Linked DNA regions of Sus scrofa: region 2 is linked to region 1. A link is a contact called in public HiChIP or PLAC-seq data. All regions are on one chromosome and are shown on one strand. The core of a region is the stretch at or near the end of the contact, and the rest is flanking DNA. Distances in the headings are between cores, read along the strand shown.

Region 1 (2,700 bases), core at 14-2,513:
CTGCCCCTGGCAGACAGAGGGAAAAAAACAGAAAGAATGGTGGAAGTGACAGATGGGGGCAGGGCCCCTATGCAGGTAGGAGGCCTCACCTCTCCATTCATGGCTCTCATTGCATTTGAAGCATGTTCTGGATTGGTGAAGGTAATGAAGCCAAAACCCCGGGATCGCTGAGTCTCCCGGTCCTTGACAACGACCACTGGGAAAAGGGAGAGGAGAGAGAGGTGAGGAAAAAAAGCGGCAAAGGGTGTCAGGTAAAGAATGGACCTCCCTTCCACCAACCCTCAATTGAGTTCTCAGCCTTGGGCCTAGGAACAAAGGAAGGAAAAGGGTAATGTAAAGGCTTGGAGTCCTGACCCTCCTCTCCATGTTCTTTGAAACGCATGGGGCCCAGATGTTCTCCCACAACTCCCCCCATCACACCTCTGGCCCATGTCTCACCCTCAGAAATAGGTCCGAAACTGCTGAAGTGGTCTTCCAGAGCCTGCTCATCTGTGTTGAAGTTGAGCCCTCCCACGAAGAGCTTCCCTTCTTCAGAAGACATGTCAATAAATTGAGTCCTTCGGGGAGGATATGGACAGTGGAGATGAAAGAAAAGGTCGGAGTTTTGAGAAGAGACGAGAGAATGGAGAATAGACAAAAATAACTAAATAAGGAGACCCCCCACCCAAAAAAAGTAAAGAAGCCAAAAAGGCGGGAATCTGCCGGGCTGGCTCAGCGAGATAGCCGTTTTGGGGGACCACTTTCGCGCATGCTCACAAAATCCCCTGCCAACACGCCCGTCATTTTGTGCGGCCGCGCATGCCCAGAACACCCTTGCACGCTCCCTCCTCACCAGCAGAAGATGGTGGAAGTCACGTGACGAAAAAAACCGCACTCCCCCACCCCCGACACACATCCCCACCTCCCTTCCGCAGGTCTCTGCCGTCGCGTGGTCACTGCCGCTACCCAAGCCGCCAGTCCCTCCCGGCATTCCTCGCACTCGGAGATAGCGCGCCAGCCTCGCACCAACCCCAAAAATGTCACCTCCGAGCATGGGACCCGCCTGCCCCGGAAAAGCGCAAGTCTACGTGTCAGAAACCTCTACTCTCCCACTCGCTCTCGCCCAACGCGGCGCACGTTAGTGAATCGAGGAGCGGCCCCTCTGCCAGACCAACGCTGCTTACCTGGAAATTAGAAAAAAAGGCAGAAGACACGGCTACAGCTAAGAAGCCGACAGACTGGGAAGAATGTCGCGCGGGAAGACGCTTGATAAGCGTACGTAGCGTATACGTCACGGAACGTCTGCCGCGCGTGCCGGCGTGAGTGCTCATTGGATGAGGCCATTGAGTCTCATCCAATGGGGTGGGAGGAAGTGACGGCAAAGCCTAGGGAGCAAAGCGTTGAGCCCGCCTCAGGGAATGGAGGCGGTTTTTGGGTAGTTGGTGCACGGTGATGTCAGCATCCCTCCACTGGCCACAGCTTTCTTCATCCTGTTTGTGCACAAACCTTTCCGCTCTCACACTCCTTTCCATTCCGGACATCACTCCAATCTTGACGTCATTTCCCCCATTGGTTCTGATGTCTTCCTTTAGGTCCGCCGATAACTTCTTTCACCTTCTAGTCCTCTAACTTCATATCCCCAGTGCTTTATCCCCGCACAGTCCCTGAGTCATCAGCCTTCACAGCCCTTAACATCAGACCCTTTGTTTCTCAGTGCCTGACTCTGACTCCTACATTTTCTTCTCTGTGCCCGACATCTAGCCACCTGGTATGGGACTCCTTTCCCTGGCATTATTCTTGCTCATTTATAACTTCAGCGCTCATTCTTATCTGGCACCCTCCTGAAGCCAGTTTCTCGAATTCCCCCACCAGTAGACTGCCCGAGGGGCCTTCTAAAAACAGGATGCCCCAGGATTTCCCATCATGACTCAGTGGTTAACGAATCCGACTAGGAACCATGAAGTTGTGGGTTCGATTCCCAGCCTCGCCCAGCGGGTTAAGGATCCGGCGTTGCCGTGAGCTGTGGTTGTAGGTCACAGACGCGGCTTGGATCCCGCGTTGCTGTGGCTGTGGTGTAGGCCGGCAGCTACAGCTCCGATTAGACCCCTAGCCTGGGAACCTCCATATGCCTCAGGAGCGGCCCTAGAAAAGGCAAAAAGACAAAGAAATTTAAAAAGTAAATAAATAAAAACAGGATGCCCCAAACTTCAATCCAAGAGAACGATTTTTGCTGTCACAGGGTTGCTGAACCCTTGATGCACAGAAAGGACTTTAAGAATACATAATGCTCTCATCCCAAACAAGAAGTGTTTGAACCCACTGCCCACAATTTGGTCTTTTTCAGCCTTCTGAGTGTCTGAGCTACCTTTACAATGAATAGATTTGACAGACTTTTCATTTCCGAGGAACCCATCAAGGAAGAATGGGTTAGTTTGTCCTTGGAAACTCTAAGTGTGTTAACTCATGGGGTGGACTTGTCCAGCCTGCTAAGAGTCAGGACCCCAAACACAGACTAGATTTGTTAACTTTTGGAGTACTGTATGGTGTACATCCACAAAATGGACTTGTCTGGCTTTTGCCATATCCAGACCCCCTAAGCCCAGGATGGATGTGAATAGATTTTACATTGTCCACATATGTACTGGTCTTAGCCCCTGAGAATCTGAGCCCCCATGCAAAAAAAAAAAAAAAAAAAAGGTACTTGTTTACCTCTCAAAGTGT
Region 2 (2,700 bases), core at 25-2,524, 270 kb before region 1:
TGTGTATACAGCTAACAATGAAATGTCTATTTCAGCAATAACATAGTGCCTGTCACACAATAGGTCCAAAATAGATCATCAGCTATAATCATTAGTGTTGTTAGTAAGAAACGTACCACGGGCACAAGGCCCGGTATTCAGTAAGCTTAAAATAAATATCAATGACCATTATCCGTATTATTAACCAAAGATCTATGCTTGGCACACAACAAACCTGTAATAGATGTCACCTGTCAATAAAGTGAAAATGAGTTTTCCAGTACACGGCCACACCTTAGCCCAAAATAGATGCCAACTTTTACTGTAATGACAGTAAGGTATAAATACTGGCAACGGCAGCACAGCAGGCCAAAATGACAGATCCTATCATTATCCTTGTTTTGTTTTTTGTTTTTTTGCCTTTTCTTGGGCCGCTCCCGCGGCATATGGAAGTTCCCAGGCTAAGGGTCCAATCGGAGCTGAGCTGCCAGCCTACGCCAGAGCCACAGCAACGCCAGATCCGAGCCGCGTCTGCGACCTACACCACAGCTCACGGCAACGCTGGATCCTTAATCCACTGAGCAAGGCCAGGGATCGAACCCGCAACCTCATGGTTCCTAGTCGGACTCGTTAACCACTGCGCCACGACAGGAACTCCCCTACCATTATTTTACATACTGTAAACCATAATGCATATGCCAGCCACTTAAGCAGACCCGAAATACATGTCAGTTATTGAACTGGTGAACAAGTCGGTATATATCGCCTGAACAGTACCTGGCTCTACAGTAGATCTGAAAAAAATGTTACCTACTAGTATGGTAAAGAACAAAATATCAGCCTCCTCCCACTGTATTTGGTCCAAAAGAGGCTGTAATAGATGTCAGTTTACTATTAATATCCTTAGATACTCTTCCAGGGATCGATTGGATTAAATCTGGCGTATGAAGATCCAAGATAAGCATCAGCTGTCAGTATTAGGTACGACTAAAGCTGAAATGTCTATTCCCTGCCCCACCCCCACCGTAGGCGTCCGCGCGCACGCGGTAGGAATCGGCGTCAGGAATACGTATTGTTTACAACAAAATGTCTGCCAGCCCACTGCTTGGTATATAGTAGGCCCATACTAGGGATCGAGTGGCAATATCAACAACAAAGTGCCTGTCAAGCCTGGCACATGGTAGGCCCATCTGCTCTTAGCTCTCTCACCGGGCTCGAGATGTTTGAGGATGCCTCTCTTGGCCAAGCGGGTCTGCAACGCAACGGGCAGCGGCATAGCGGGTAGCAGACAGACCTAGGGAAGGACAGACGAGAAAGCAGTTCAGATAAGGATTTGAATCTGGAGCTCGTAAGCAAGCGCCTCTCCCCAACATGCACTCATCTAGACTCCCACCTACCCACCTGCACCAGGAGCTGGGCAACAGAACCTACCCGCTAAAAGGTGGAAGGGATAAACGGCAGTATCACCGAAATTCTCGCCAACTCTCCTCTCCAGGCGGGGTGCTCCGGGACAGGACTCCTCTCCCAGGCCTCCTCTCCCAGGCCTAGGCTCCACCCATCGCCGAAGGGGCCAAGCGCCGCTCCCCCGCGCCCCAGAAATGGGCTCACCCAACGTCCCCCAAAGACTGCCGGGTGGAAGGAACCAAGGAGCAGGGGTGGGGGGAGCAGGGTTTCCTCTAGCTCCAAAAAATGCGCCCACCCCGACATTACCAATACAGTCACGCGGGTTGCGGAAGGCTGTCAGACTGTCGGCCTCTCTCTCGACGCCTTTATGATCGCCAGGACCACGACTCTTTTTCTCCTGAGGGAAAGAATGAGGCCCTCTCTCCCTGAGCCAGAGGTAACTGGGCGACGCTCGGGCTGCAGAGAACAGATGACGGAAACCTAACTGGCCAATGAGAGTGCGCCTTGGCCTGACGTCTGGCGAAAGGACCCAATCATTACCTTGGAATAGGTGGAAAGCTCGGGCGCCTGTGTGCGTTTACAGTGGGGGTGTGGCCCGGCCGGGATTTAGCCAGACTGCGCGGCCGGACGCCGGCGCCATGGAGGAGTACGCTCGGGAGCCTTGGTACGGCGAGGGGCACAGGCCTCGGGACTCTTGCTGCGGCGCCACGGCCAGCGGTGGGAGGCGGGCGGGGGAGGCGCTGGCTACACAGCGCCACGTCCCAGACTCGGGAGACTTTTAAACGTTTGTTGTCTCCTTCCGCTCCCGTCCACTTGTTTCCTTACTTGGGCTCCGTTAAGAGGGGCCACAACTGTGTGCTTGAAGGAGCTGGTGCGGTGCAGGACGAACCACTCCACGTTTCCCTTGACTCTTGTCCCCGGTCCCTCTTGTTAACGGAAAGAGACACGTTGGTCGAATCCATTCCAGCCGGGGGGTGGTGTGTTGCTAGGCGGAAATCCCCAGGGTTACCGCGCGTGGTTTTTCCCAGGTCCCTTTGGTGAATGGAGGCGGGGCTTGGGTGAGCCCACTGTGGGCAAGGAGGGGGTGTCGGATCGTCCCCACGGTCTGCAGCTAGGTTTTTCCTCCCTCGTGCAAGGTGAAGAAAGGGAAGAGCGTGGCTGGACGAGCTCATTGTCGGAGGAGGGGGTGCGACCCCCGTTGTACTTTACAGTGCCAGCTTGTTAACACTTCCGTAGCGCTTATTTAAACGTGCCCACTCTTTGCTTGCAATCAAGTCATTTAATCTTTGCTAGCAGTAAACCAGTTGGCTGTGAAGG

The links. HiChIP or PLAC-seq counts read pairs in DNA pulled down with a chosen protein or histone mark.
Region 2: an H3K27ac HiChIP or PLAC-seq map of alveolar macrophages shows a contact between it and region 1. The contact joins the promoter of PQBP1 here to the promoter of RBM3 in region 1. A contact is called at or near these places in 2 of 5 promoter capture datasets (fetal skeletal muscle and liver) and 1 of 2 datasets of contacts at active chromatin or transcription factors (alveolar macrophages).

What each region holds. Positions count from the first base shown.
Region 1 is chrX:42,702,612-42,705,311 of Sscrofa11.1, reverse strand. It overlaps RBM3 (RNA binding motif (RNP1, RRM) protein 3), which reads right to left and starts at 1,263. Exons shown (of 7, transcript NM_001243419.1): 1 at 1,164-1,263; 2 at 439-557; 3 at 90-196. The coding sequence starts at 541.
Region 2 is chrX:42,975,220-42,977,919 of Sscrofa11.1, reverse strand. It overlaps PQBP1 (polyglutamine binding protein 1), which reads right to left and starts at 1,274. Exons shown (of 6, transcript NM_001246668.1): 1 at 1,189-1,274. The coding sequence starts at 1,255. It overlaps TIMM17B (mitochondrial import inner membrane translocase subunit Tim17-B), which reads left to right and starts at 1,633. Exons shown (of 6, transcript XM_003360308.4): 1 at 1,633-2,047. The coding sequence starts at 1,875.